Linked DNA regions of Pan troglodytes: region 1 is linked to region 2. The links are chromatin contacts, called in public Hi-C maps. All regions are on one chromosome and are shown on one strand. Each heading gives the region's core, a stretch centred on a gene start, on an enhancer-like site or on the middle of the called end of the contact. The rest is flanking DNA. Distances are from core to core; before and after follow the strand shown. Region 1 holds the start of CAMK2N2 (calcium/calmodulin dependent protein kinase II inhibitor 2). Region 2 holds the start of ABCC5 (ATP binding cassette subfamily C member 5).

Evidence for each region. A called contact is a pair of places that touch in the nucleus more often than the background predicts.
Region 1: a contact with region 2 is called in a Hi-C map of stem cell-derived neural progenitor cells, with 2.4 times the contacts expected there. The contact joins the promoter of CAMK2N2 here to the promoter of ABCC5 in region 2. A contact is called at or near these places in 1 of 7 Hi-C or Micro-C datasets (stem cell-derived neural progenitor cells) and 1 of 1 datasets of contacts at active chromatin or transcription factors (stem cell-derived excitatory neurons).

What each region holds. Positions count from the first base shown.
Region 1 is chr2:187,440,722-187,447,539 of NHGRI_mPanTro3-v2.0_pri, forward strand. It overlaps CAMK2N2 (calcium/calmodulin dependent protein kinase II inhibitor 2), which reads right to left and starts at 3,616. Exons shown (of 2, transcript XM_001149517.6): 1 at 3,180-3,616; 2 at 1,278-2,291. The coding sequence starts at 3,348. The coding sequence ends at 2,221. It overlaps EEF1AKMT4 (EEF1A lysine methyltransferase 4), which reads left to right. Exons shown (of 3, transcript XM_003310148.7): 3 at 353-818. The coding sequence ends at 640.
Region 2 is chr2:187,197,988-187,204,481 of NHGRI_mPanTro3-v2.0_pri, forward strand. It overlaps ABCC5 (ATP binding cassette subfamily C member 5), which reads right to left and starts at 1,446. Exons shown (of 30, transcript XM_016942384.3): 1 at 1,336-1,446.

The DNA of each region.
Region 1 (6,818 bases), core at 2,366-4,865, 240 kb after region 2:
GGCTGGAGTAGTCAGGCTCACAAAGGCTGACGTGTGGTTACTGGGTTGCCATAGGGATGAGGTAGCAGCCAGGTTCCTGACAGGTGACAGAGACTGCCAAGGTGAGCAGTTATAGGAAAGTGGTACCCCTATACCTGATATCACTCCTATACCCCTCCCTGAATAGAATATAGCCCTAATCCCAAGGAATGGCCAGGGGCAGAGAAAGTGGCTCACTCTTTGCCATGGAAAGCCTGAGCTACAGATGTGGGGTGGTTCCTGAGGTTTGACTGGGAGGGCATCTGGAGCAGTACTGACCTTTGAGAACCTGAAGATCCACTTCTCACCAATGGCTTCTCTGTCTGCCTTGCAGGTGAGCCGCGTGCTTGTCCCTGGAGGCCGGTTCATCTCAATGACTTCTGCTGCCCCCCACTTTCGGACCAGACACTATGCCCAAGCCTGTTATGGCTGGTCCCTGAGGCATGCTACCTATGGCAGCGGTTTCCACTTCCATCTCTACCTCATGCACAAGGGCGGGGAGCTCAGTGTGGCCCAGCTGGCTCTGGGGGCCCAAATCCTCTCACCCCCCAGACCTCCCACCTCACCTTGCTTCCTTCAGGACTCAGATCATGAGGACTTCCTTAGTGCCATTCAGCTCTGAGGCCAGAGCATGGTCCTCCGCCCTTCCTGCCATTCTGCCCTGGGCTCCTCAGGTAGCTGGAATTCCTGACTCAGGACTTGGGGTTGGGTCCAAGGTGCTTACATCCCAGGGGCCTCATGCCTAAGATAGAGGGTGGGAGCGAACCCACATGAACCAATACAGCCCAGCTCCAACTAGATCCAGATTCCAGGTTTCTTGCTTCTTTCTTGGGTTCCTCAGTTCTCTCCTGGGTTCCCCAACCTCCTCTGCCACCACACCAAACCACCAGTGATGCATCCCCTGGGGCAATGCTCATTATAACCCCTCTGCACACCAGCCAGCCTGGAGACCATTGTTCCTGGGGCCTGTTACTGATCCTCATCTAGCCTTGATTTATCCACAGGAGACTGCAGGCTTTGAACCTAGATTGCTTTATGTTTCTCACCCTAGCTCCATCCCCAACACTGGTGACCAGTCACGCCTGGGTTGTATCTCTACCCAAGGAGGCCACATCATAATGATATTCCCAGGCCAGGCTGGCCTGTCTGTCTTACTTGGCAACCGTCCCTCACCAGCAACATGCACCTGAGATTCCCAAGTACCTGCCCCCCCTCCCATTTTGGCCTGGCTCCTGAGACCTAAGCAGCGGCCACACACACACAGGGGGGTCTGTGTTTATTCACACACTCCTGGTACAGTGAGGATGGAGGAACATTTACAAAGGGCACCCCTGGGTTGAGAACATCTCCGGGGCCACAGATGTCATCCAAAGGTTCAGAGCAGTCCCCATTTGGGTTCCCAGGGGCAAGACGCAGGGGTCCAAGGTAAAATCGGATCTGGGCCCTTGGAAGGTGATGATACCTTGGGGAGAAGGGGTCTGCCAGAAAGCCTCCTGGGGTCAGGCCTGGGCAGACTGGCCATGTGGTTGGTAACCGTGTCGGGGGCTTGTCTCACCCCAGCCTCAACACCCATCCTATCTGCCAGGCGCAGAAGAGCGTGGCCGAGACTGAGGGGAGGGCAGGAACCATGAGCAGAGCCAGTAAACAAAGAGTCGGATATAAAAATACAAATGTGCTGAGGAAGTCCCTTAGAAAGAGGCTGAGGCTGGGGTCACGCCAGACAGGGGTGGGGGCGAGGAACGGCCCGGAGGACTGGGCTCAAGTGGGTGGAAAGCTCATGCAAGTACGCAGCCAAACATCCCTGGCCGCGCGCGGTCCGACACCGGCGGCCGCCCGGTCTGCAGACCAGACTGGCCGGAGGGGGGCGGGGCAGGGGAGCCGTGCGGGAGGGGGCGGGCCGGGGGCTGGGGGCCGCGGGTCTCCGTGTCCGTTCCGGTGTGCGGGGTGGGGCTGCGGCCCGAGGTTTTAAAGTGCATGAGCGCGGCGGCGGGTTCCGGGCGGGTCCGCGCCGCCGCTACCGCGGCCGCCGTGGTGCTGAAGCGGACAGCTCCGGAGTGCCTGGCGGCGGCGGCGGCACGGCCCCGCAGCCCCCGCCCGCGGGCGCCTGGGCCGGGGCGGGGGGGCGCCGGCAGCCGCATCGCCGGCCCGCGCTCCTGGCCGCTGCGAGGCTGGGCCCGGAGCCCGCCGCCCGAGCCGGCGCGTCTACACTCCGGACGGCGGCTTCTCCCCCATCCCCTTCAGCACGTCGTCTATCCGGTCATCCTCGATCACCACTGCGCAGGGAGAAAGCGCGTCAGCCGCGCAGCCTCGGGGGGCGGCGGCGATGAGAATGAGCCCCGCGTCCTAGCTTCCCGCGCAGCTACTGCCCGTGGCCCAGCGACGCCCCTCGGAACCCTGTGCCGCGGTGTCCTCCCCGTCCGAACTCTTCTGGAGACCCAACCTGCCGCCAAGCCTAGACCCCCTCCCCTCCCGATGGCGGAACGCCCCTCTTCCAAAGGCTCCAGCTATTCTCCCTCCCAGTGCGAGCCCTCCTGCCACCTGAGCCTTCCTCCCTCTGAGTTGATCAGAAACCTCTTGCTCACGGAATCCCCCTCTTCAACCCGCACTTCAACAGATCCCCCTGCTCAAATGGGGCTCAAACCGAGTATCCAGCTGGTCCAGCCCTCTCCTCAACCTGAGCCCTCTCGCCGCTGGAACCCCTCTTCCGATCCTGGCACCAACAGAGCTCCCCTCCCCATGCAAACAACCAAGACAAGCGGACCCCCGGCCTCCTGCCCTCTCTTGTTAGACGCCCCTCTCGACCCGAAGGTTCTTCGTACTGTCCACCGACTCAGTATTTGATCCCAAAGAATCAGCCCGTTACCCCGTGTTCCCACTTCCGTGCAGCCCCAAATGCCCCGACCGGCCCCTCCCCCTCGCCCGGGTGCCAGGGCTCTGCTTCCAGAGGTGGCGAGCATCGAATCCGGGGCACCGTGTTCCCGGGAGAAGGGAAGAGGGGGACACACACTGCAGCGGGGACCCCCCCCTCCAGCCCGGGCCGAAGAGCGGCTGGTGCGCTGGTCTGCGGCAAGAGCTGCGGGCACTCGGCGGGGAACGGCAGCCGGGGGCGCCCGGCGGAGGGTTTCTGGGTCAGGCGGCGACTCCGGGCCCGGGCCGCGTACCTCGCTTGGCTCGGCCGATCTGGCCCAGCTTGGGGGGTCGCTTGGCCTGGTTGCCCGCGAAGAAGGAGTTGGTGTCCTGCAGGCGGCAGCTGAAGGAGAGGTCGGAGCCCTCGGGGTCTGCGCCGAAGCGGCCCATCTTGTCTTCGCTGTAGGGCAGGATCTCGGACATGGCGGGCGCGGGGTGGGCGCGGGGCGGGAGCGGGACTGCGGCGGGGCGCGGGCGGCGGGCTTGCTGCCGGACCGGCCCTACCTCAGCAGGGGAGCCGGCGGAAGGATGAAGTCATGCAGCATCCGGGGCTGAGGAGCCAAGCGGGGCCTCCTCCCCCGCGCCTCCGCCTCCCGGGCCGCTGGGCAGGCGGCGGCGGCGGCGGTGGCGGGGACCGGGCGGGGGCGGGGGCGGGGGGCGGGGGTGGCGGCGGCGGCGGCAAGAGCGGAATGACGATGAGCGCCCGACTGCGGCAGAGCACGGCGGGCGGGGCGCGGTGGAGGCGGGGCGGGCACTGGCCAGGGGAAAGAGGCGGGGCCGGGGGCAGGAGCGCGCCCAGCTACCCCCGGAACAGAGGCAGCTGGAGTGGGAGGTTCCCGCACTGTGGCGGGGAATGGCCAGCACGTGGGTCTTGGGGAATAGTACCAGCCAACCCGGCTGGGACCTGGCGGGGAGGGGCGGGACCGAAGGGGGGTGGGATCGAGCCTGGTACTGGAGGAGCTTGGGGGAGGGTCTGACCCCTAGGCTGGGAGAGGCGTGCAAGGGGGACTGGGAGCAGGGGGGCAAAAGCTGGCCGGGCGCGTTGGGGCGGGAAGGCGGCCGCAGGGCTGGCAATGGAAAGCGGGGAGCGGGAAATGCGCGGGGAGGAGACTCGGGTACAGGGTGACTGGGGAAGGCACGAACCCACAGCGCGGGAAGAGCTCGGGCCAGTGGGATGGTGCCCTTGCCGCTGACGCGCTCTTGTACTAGTTGCTCTGGTCTTAAGTAGATCGTCAGGGTCCGTGCGTCTCTGAGTGCCGGTCTGTGTCTCTGTCTCCGCCTTTGTATGTGTCAGTCCATCTCTAAGTGTCTGTATCTCTGTCTCTGTGCCCCGTATCTCTTTCGCTGTGTTATGGCCTTTGTCTATGCCTGTCCCTTAAGTGTCTGCCTTTCTCCATCTATCTCCATTCTTGACTCCTGTATCTCTGTGCCACAGTGTCTCCGTCTCCTGAATCTGGGTATTTCAGTCTCTCCTAGGAGGGGTCTATAGTAACTGGGCCGACGCGCGCACACCAGGGCAGACACCCCCAGCCCTAGTCCGGTGGCTGGAGCCCCCCGCGGCTCTGGAGTGGTGCGCTCGCAGTGTAGGAGGAATGAATGGCGGCGTCGCGGGGGGCGCCCTGGCTGCGGGTGACGCGGGGAAGCTCGGAGCACCTGAGGACGCGGAGCGCGCCAGTGTATGCCCCGAGGGAGTGCGGTAGAGATGGAGGGTGCCCCCCGCCCTCGTTGCTTTGGACCACGGGTGAGTTCTCGCTTCACCGACGGGAACATGCCCTCTTCTCCCCTTGCCTCCCGCCCCCACAACCCCCGCCCTGGCTGGCCGTCACCCGCGGCGTCACCTGCTTGCCAGCGCGCAGGAGCTCTGGCGCAATCACTGGCCTTGGGGAGGAGGGGGTGTCTCACATGCGGCGACAGTGACGGCAGCGCTGATAACTGTAAGTTCATTCCACACTCCAGGCGAACGCGCTTTCCTTCCTTAATCTGGCCAAATTACCAAATCACACAGCTGGTGAGGCTGCCTTGTAGTGGGTCTCCTTCCAACACTTCCTCGCCAGGTGTTAATACCGGAGACACAGGGACAAACGCAATGGTGGCTGCCCAGGGAACTGGATGGGGTGGGGGGCGGTATGCCACAGGATACCTTGATGCCAGCCTCACTCAAGGGCCCAGGCCTGGGGGCCCATCACTATGAAGCCCTCCTCTGCTCTGTCCTAGTCTCCGGGATGAGGGCCACAGCTGGAGGTGGAGGCCCAGCCTGGAGTGAGAGGAGCCCTGAAACTGGAAGGACAATAAAGGCGGAAGACTGGGGTCACTGGAAGAGAGTCCAGAAAATTCCACATCCACTGGAAGTTGTCCAGTAATGGGTTCCAATCCTGACTCCCACTTTCTCAGTGACCTTGAACTGAAGGACCCATAATCATGGTTTTAAAAAATTAATTCGTTTGTACTTAAAACATTTTAGGAGGCCGGGCTCAGTGGCTCACGCCTGCAATACCAGCACTTTGGGAGGCGAGGTGGGTGGATCACCTGAGGTCAGGAGTTCAAGACCAGCCTGATCAACATGGCAAAACCCCGTCTCTACTAAAAATACAAAAAAAATTAGCCAGGTGTGGCACACACCTGCAGTCCCAGCTACTTGGGAGGCTGAGGCACAAGAACCGCTTGACCTAGGGTGGCAAAGGTGGCAGTTGGCGGACATTGGGCCATTGCACTCCAGCCTGGGCGACAAAGCGAGGCGAGACTCTGTCTCAATAAAAGAAAGAAAGAGAGAGAGAGAGAGAGAGAGAGAAAGGAAGGAAGGAAAAAAATTTTAGGAAAATTAAGAAAATCACATAACATCTTTTTTTTTTTTTTTTTTTTTGACACGGAGTCTTGCTCCGTTGCCCAGGCTGGAGTGCAATGGCGCGATCTTGGCTCACCATAACCTCTACCTCCAAGGTTCAAGCGATTCTCCTGCCTCAGCCTCCCGAGTAGCTAGGACTACAGGCACACGCCACCATGCCCAGTTTTTTTTTTTTTTTTTTTTTTTTTTTTTTGAGACGGAGTCTCACTCTGTCGCCAGGCTGGAGTGCAGTGGCGCCATCTCAGCTCACTGCAACCTCCCCCTCCTGTGTTCAAGTGATTCTCATGCCTCAGCCTCCTGGGTAGCTGGGACTACAAGTGCGTGCCACCACTCCCAGCTAATTTTTGTATTTTTAGTAGAGACAGTGTTTCACCATGTTGGCCAGGATGGTCTCAATCTCTTGACCTCGTGATCCGCCCACTCGGCCTCCCAAAGTATTGAGATTACAGGTGTGAGCCACTGCGCCCTGCCAGTCTTTGTATTTTTAGTAGAGATGGGGTTTCACTATGTTGGCCAGGCTGGTCTTGAACTCCTGACCTCGCGATCTGCCCGCCTTGGCCTCCCAAAGTGCTGGGATTATAGGCATGAGCCACCACACCCGGCCTTATAACTATATATATACATATCCTTCTAGTCTTTTCACCATGTGTCTGCATGATATGATACCTCTGTAAGCCCCATGTTCTAGTCTGAAGCATGGGGATGATAAAACCTACTTATTAAGGAACGTTTTGCTGGGCAACATTCATGGCTCACACCTGTGAATTCCGCCACTCAGAAGGCTGAAGCAGAAGGATCGCTTGAAGCCAGGAGTTGGAGACCAGGCTGGACAACATAACTAGGCCCCATCTCTAAATAAATAAGTAAATAAATAAGCAAGCCGGGTATGGTGGTACACACCTGTGGTCCCAGCTACTTGCAAGGCTGTGGTAGAAGGATCACCTGGGCACAGGAGTTTGAGGCTGCAGTGAGCCATAATGGTGCCACTGCACTCTGGCCTGGGTGACAGAGCAAGACCCTGACTCAAAAAAAAAAAAAAAGAAAAGGACAG
Region 2 (6,494 bases), core at 196-2,695:
AACAAAGCCCCAGTCTGAAGCAAGCAAGCAAGCAAGGATGGATCCCCAGGCCAGCCATTTTACTGATACTATTTATATTTCCCTATCTTCTCGTGTCCTCCTTTAAAGTTGTTGGAATATCTTTTTTAAATGCTCACTTGCCTCAGCTATCAAGAGAGGAAGAAAGAGAAGGGATTTTTGTTTATAAAAAACAAACCTGTTGTCCAGACATGTACAAGGGTAGAAGCAGAATAATCAACGTGGGAGAACCCCAAAGAAGTGCCCAATAGGGTTGAGGCCACTTAGTCAGCTGCCCTTTTTTACCAAGATTCTCTTTCCACTGATAAAAGTGTAGACACTCCCCCTGCACAATGATACTGATTCAACTGCATGGCAGGAGGAGAGTTGCACGGGATTACCAGACTGGTGTGTGCAAGCTGCAGTCATCCCAACACTCATGAGTAGGTTTCCATCACCTCCAGGCCCTCAAGCTGCACGAGGAAGACACCACGCTAAAGGGATACGTATTTACCACACCCACTGTAATCCACTTGTTGCGTCTCCAAGCAGCCTCACCTTTCACACACGCTGCACACCACAGTAAAACCTAGCCATCTCCTCCTCCAAGACCTCCTGAAACTTTCCCCGTCGTTCCTGTGCCCACCTGCCTCCAGCCTCTCCGTCTGTGCAGAAACCAAATGGCCCCTGCGTGATAAACACAAAGCCACCCGCGGCTCTGTGTGGCAGAAGCGAAAAGAGCACTGGATGACCGTGGAGAGATCTGGGCTGCGTTCCCGGCACAGCCACGGGTTTGCTGCGCGTGCTTATGTCACGTACCTCCATTTACCCGCTTGCAAAAACGAAGGGGATGACTTACTTCGAAGGTCGCTGGCGGCTCCGCTGCGGGTTGAGCAAGGTGCCCCGAGCCACCCGCTGCACAGGCTTCCAGGTGGGCGTTTCTCTCAGACCCGCTTCGCCTGGGATGCCCGGGCCCTAGGGCGTTCCCCCAGCCCGCTCCGGCCTGGCCAGGCGAGCGCGACCCACACCCACGGCCCGCGGGCGCAGCGCCCCCTGGCGGCCGCGGCCAGGGACGTAGTCCGCGTCCCTGCCCGCTCATCCCGATCCTACCTGCCTGTCTTCCAGCACACGACCCCGTCACCAGACCCCGGGCTCACAGGCCTAGGAGGCGGCGGCAGAAGACCAGGGGGAGGCCATACCCCGTTCCCCAAGTCTCCAGTGTCCCCCGAACTGCTCGTAGCCCTGGCCACATCCCGCCACGCCCCGAGGAAATGCAAAGGGGTGATCCCCGTGACAACCGAGCTGGAGGGCAGGGGTGCGGCAGCAGCCATCACCTACCTGCGCCCCTGCTCCAGGACAACCGCGCCAGCCGCTCAACCACGCTCCCGAGCATGAGCCCCGCAGCAAAACAAGCCTTTATAGCGGCATCGGCCGCCACACCGCGCAAGCGCGCTGCACAAAGCATTCCCAAGGCTGAAGGGAACTGTAGTCCTCCTTCCGAGTGCCCAGGGCTGCGGACGCGGCGAAGGACTACATTTCCCAGAAGCGCCGGTGACATCCCGGGGGCGGTGCGGGCTGCCCCTCTTCCCACCGAGCTCCCGGCTCTGTTCCATCCTTGCCCGTGCCTCTGCGAGACTGTCTGGAATCTTCTCCGGGGTCGTGTTCCCTGGGGGAGGCAGCTGGGAGGCTTAACCGTGGCCCTGTGTTCGCACACAGTGCTGTTCGTAGGCAGAGCAGTCCCGACCCTGCGTGGCCGTGTAGCTGCCAGAAAAGATCGTGAAGGTCATCGTAGCCCGCGTCTAACCCGTTGAGAGTCGTCAGGCCGGCCAGCCCCAGTTCTTATCTGTTGTGGCAGATACGATTGCTTGCTCATGGTTCGACCCTGCAGTCTGCGCAGATACCGCCTTTCTCACTTTAACACCAACTGCCCATCAATGTCGCGCTGCCTGGTCTCTAGATAATAAAATGCAAGGATCACAGTCTTAGAAGTGGCAAGAGCCTTAGAAATGGTATGCTAACTCATCTTCTTCTTTTTATAAATGAAACTGAGGCTCCCAGAAAGATTGATCCCTTTATTTCTCTGTTTCATCGGTACCTTCAGCATCATTAAATAAAAGCCACTGTTGAGTTCTTCCCTACCCTGTATCCGATGCTTTACATACCATTCTTGTTTCCTTTAATCTCCATTACAGCCCTATGAGTAGGTATTATGAGTTTGTTTTTTTTTAAGGAGTCTGGCTCTGTTGCCCAGGCTGGAGTGCAATGGCGCGATCTCGGCTCACTGCAGCGTCCGCCTTCCGGGTTCAAGCAGTTCTCCTTGCCTCAGCCTCCCGAGTAGCTGGGATTACAGGCGTCCGCCACCACGCCCGGCTAATTTTCGTATTTTTTAAGTAGAGACAGGGTTTCGCCATATTGGCCAGGCTGGTCTCGAACTCCCGACCTCAGGTAATCCGCCTGCCTCGGCTTCCCAAAGTGCTGGGATTACAGGCGCGAGCCACCTCACCCAGCCGTATTTTTTTTAATTCAAAGATTAAAAAAGAAGAAGAAGAAGAGGAAGAAGGAGAAGGTAAAGTGACTTGTCCATCTTTATAACAACTAGCTAGTTAGCTAGTGTGAAGACACTACTGTATCGTAAAGCAGCATATTCTTGCACACGGATTGATAGACTAATGCAATAGAATAAAGAGCCCCCAAACAGACTGGTGCATCCATGTAACTTGATCTGTGACAGAAAACCTTACGAATCCGTGGGGAAAGCAAGAAGAGTCAGTAAATAGTACTGGAACAATTGGTTATACATATGAAAAAACAATCGGGGATTACCGCTTCATACCACACAGAAAAAACCCATTTCAGGTAGATCAAACGCTTAAATGTGAAAGGGAAAACTTAAAAACTTTTAGAAGATGATAGGAAATATCTTTATGAACTTGGGAGTAGGAAAGAACTTTTTAAACAAGAAACAAAAAATAAAGGAAGAAAGATTGATAATTTTTGCCATATTAAAAGATGGCATAAATTGAAAAGATAAACCACAAGTTATAACTGACAAAGTTTTTGAATAAAAAATATTCAAAATAATTTCTAAGTTCAGTAAGAAATGGCAGATAACCCAATAGGAAAATAGGTAAATGACATGAACAGACAGCTCACAGAATAAGAAACCTGAGCAGCCACTCAAATATGAAAAGACACCCAATCTCATTCATAATCAGGGAAATTGATTTTTTTTTTTTTTTTTTTTTTTTTGAGACAGAGTCTTTCTCTGTCCCTCAGGTTGGAGTGCAGTGGTGCCACCTCAGCTCACTGCAACCTCCACCTCCAGAGTTCAAGTAATTCTCCTGCCTCAGCCTCTGGAGTAGCTGGGACTACAGACACCAGCCACCACACCCAGCTGATTTTTGTATTTTTCGTAGAGATGGGGTTTCACCATATTGGCCAGGCTGGTCTTGAACTCCTGACCTTGTGATCCATCCACCTCGGCCCCCCAAAGTGCTGGGATTACAGGCGTGAGCCAACACGCCTGGCCTGGAAATGTAAATTAAAATAGTAATGAGATACCACCTCACCAAAGATTCTAATACCTTCCAACAATGCCTCAAACACTGTAACACCCACAACTGCAGATCTGATATCATCATATTTTTTAAAAAGCTTCTAAATCCCGCTGAAATACTTCATATATGTTGATTATAGTTTGTTTTTTATTAAAAAAGAATAGATGAACACCAGACAGCCCTGGTGGCAGGCTTCAATACACTGTAGTACTACTGTCTTGGTCTGTCCAAGTATAGTCTGAGTGAAAGAATTATACTTACAAAATTACCCCCTCAAAATGTGTTTGTGTTGTGAACTGTTTAGAGGGGCGATACTTCCCAACCCTCAGGCAAGGGGGCTAGAGAATCTATGTTGCAGTGGAGAATTGTGTGTCTTTTCTTTTCTTTCTTTTCTTTTTTTTAGATCTCGGCTCACTGTAACCTCCACCTCCAGGGTTCAAGTGATTCTGATTCTCCTGCCTTAGCCTCCAGAGCAGCTGGGATCACAGGCATGTCCCACCACACCTGGCTAATTTTTGTATTTTTAGTAAAGACGGGGTTTCACCATATTGTCCAGGCTGGTCTCGAACTCCTGAGCTCAAGTGATCGGCCCACCTCAGCCTCCCAAAGTGCTGGGATTACAGGCGTGAGCCACCGCGCCCGGCCAGAATTGTGGGTATTTCTAAATAATATTTATGTTGTGTAATGTACTAAACATATTCATTAAATATTTGGTGGAGATGCAGTGGAGCTAAAACAAACACGGTTCCAGCCCTCATGGGGCTTAGACTCCCAAATAAACACTAATCAAAATTTAAATGATAATTGTAGTAAGTGCAAGGAAAGGAGGTGTGTGTTTCATCTGAAGGAAGTAGGAGTGTGTGAAGTGAAGACAGTGGAAGTGGGCAGCAGAGACAGCAGTTGAAGCAGAGGAAACAACGAAGACCAGGTTGTGGTAGAATGAAGGGAGCATCTCCAAACATGTAGATCTTGTTACAGGTCTTTAGGAGCAAAAGGCAACCACTAAAAAGTTTTAAAAGGGTGAATATGTTAGGAGTTGAGAAATTAAATTTACATTTTGGGGCCGGGCGTGGTAACTCACAGCTTGTAATCCCAGCACTTTGGGAGGCTGAGGTGGGTGGATCACCTGAGGTCAGGAGTTCGAGAACAACCTGGCCAACATGGTGAAACCACATCTCTACTAAAAATACAAACATTAGCTGGGCGTGGTGGCACACACCTGTCATCCCAGCTGCTCGGGAGGCTGAGGCACGAGAATCCCTTGAACCCGGGAGGCAGAGGTTGCAGTGAACCGAGATCTGGCCACTGCACTCCAGCCTGGGTGATAAAGCAAGACTCAGTCTCAAAAAACAAGCAAAAAAACAGAAAAAAAAAATGTATCTTTTGGAAACTGCACTGTGGCTGGCAGACTGGGAAAGAATTTGAGACCACTAGAATGGGAGAGAAGGGGCCACCTAGGAGTGACTGTTGTTATGTAGGAAAGAGATCATGGTGGCTTGGATTAAGGTTGTGATGGAAAAGATGGAGAGAAAAAGATGAACTCAAGAGAAATTTAAGAGGTGATATCAACAGAACATGTGGATAGATTAGATACAGGGCAATGAGAAAGAAATGTCAAGGGTAACACGTAGGTGGTTGTGAAACTGGATAGATGGTGGTCCATTCATTGGCAGAAGTGCTCTACTGCAATAGCCTGACACCGTCCTCTACCCAGCTTGTCTAGAGCTAATGTCACATGCTAACAGTCACCCCATATCCGCTATGGTACTCACGTTGAATTCTTCTAACAGTTATCAAGACAGAAGCTCCCTTTGCAGTTCAATTTTTCAATGAAAGGCATTTTCATGGAATAAGACCTTTTTTAAAGTTAGTTAATAAATCAAGTTTTATATTTGTTTTTTGTTTTGTTTGTTTGTTTGTTTTTTGAGACATTGTTTCGTTCTTGTTACCCAGGCTGGAGTGCAATGGCGCAGTCTCGGCTCACTGCAACCTCCGCCTCCCAGGTTCAAATGATTCTCCTGCCTCAGCCTCCCAAGTAGCTGGGATTACAGGCACCCACCACCGTGCCCGGCTAATTTTTGTAGTTTTAGTAGAGACAGGGTTTCACCATGTTGGTCAGTCTGGTCTCAAACTCCTAACCTCAGGCGATCCGCCCGCCTCGGCCTCCCAAAATGCTGGAATTTACAGGCGTGAACCACTGTGCCCGACCTAAGTTTTATATTTGACATCATGGAAACCATGTAGTGTGAAAGAATAATGCACTCTTTAATGGCCTCAGGCAAATTAGAAGACAAGAGAATTTAAGTTTTAAATAATGCCAGATGAAAGCCAGATGACATGACAGCATGTTATACAGCCAAAGCGTTCACATATTTTCATAGAGAAGCCAAGTCTTCCTAAAGTACACAGAAGTATAGGCATGTTATGAGCAGTCATATTGCACATTCATCATTATAAAGGAAAGCATTGCACATTTCCTTTGTGGTAACAACTTCCCTTGTTATTTCATTGTTACATTACTTCATTAGTGTGAAGTAGTTAGTATGAAGAGTTGCTTTTTAAATTTTTTTTTTCTTTTGAGACGGAGTTTCGCTCTGGAGTGCAATGGGGTAATCTTGGCTCACTACAACCTCCACCTCCCAGGCTCAAGCGATTCTCCTGCCTCGGTCTCCCTAGTAGCTGGGATTACAGGCGGATGCCACGACGCCCAGCTAATTTTTGTATTTTTAGTAGAGATGTTGTTTCACCATGTTGGTCAGGCTGGTTTCGAACTCCTGACCTCAGGTGATCTGCCTGCTTCGGCCTCCCAAAGTGCTAGGATTACAGGCGTGAGCCACCATGCCTGGCCTGCTTTAAAAATTTTTTAAAGTACTGTTACATTGAGATGCACTATCAGATTCATTGGCCCAACAAGAACAGATAGCTATTCAAAAACTAGCT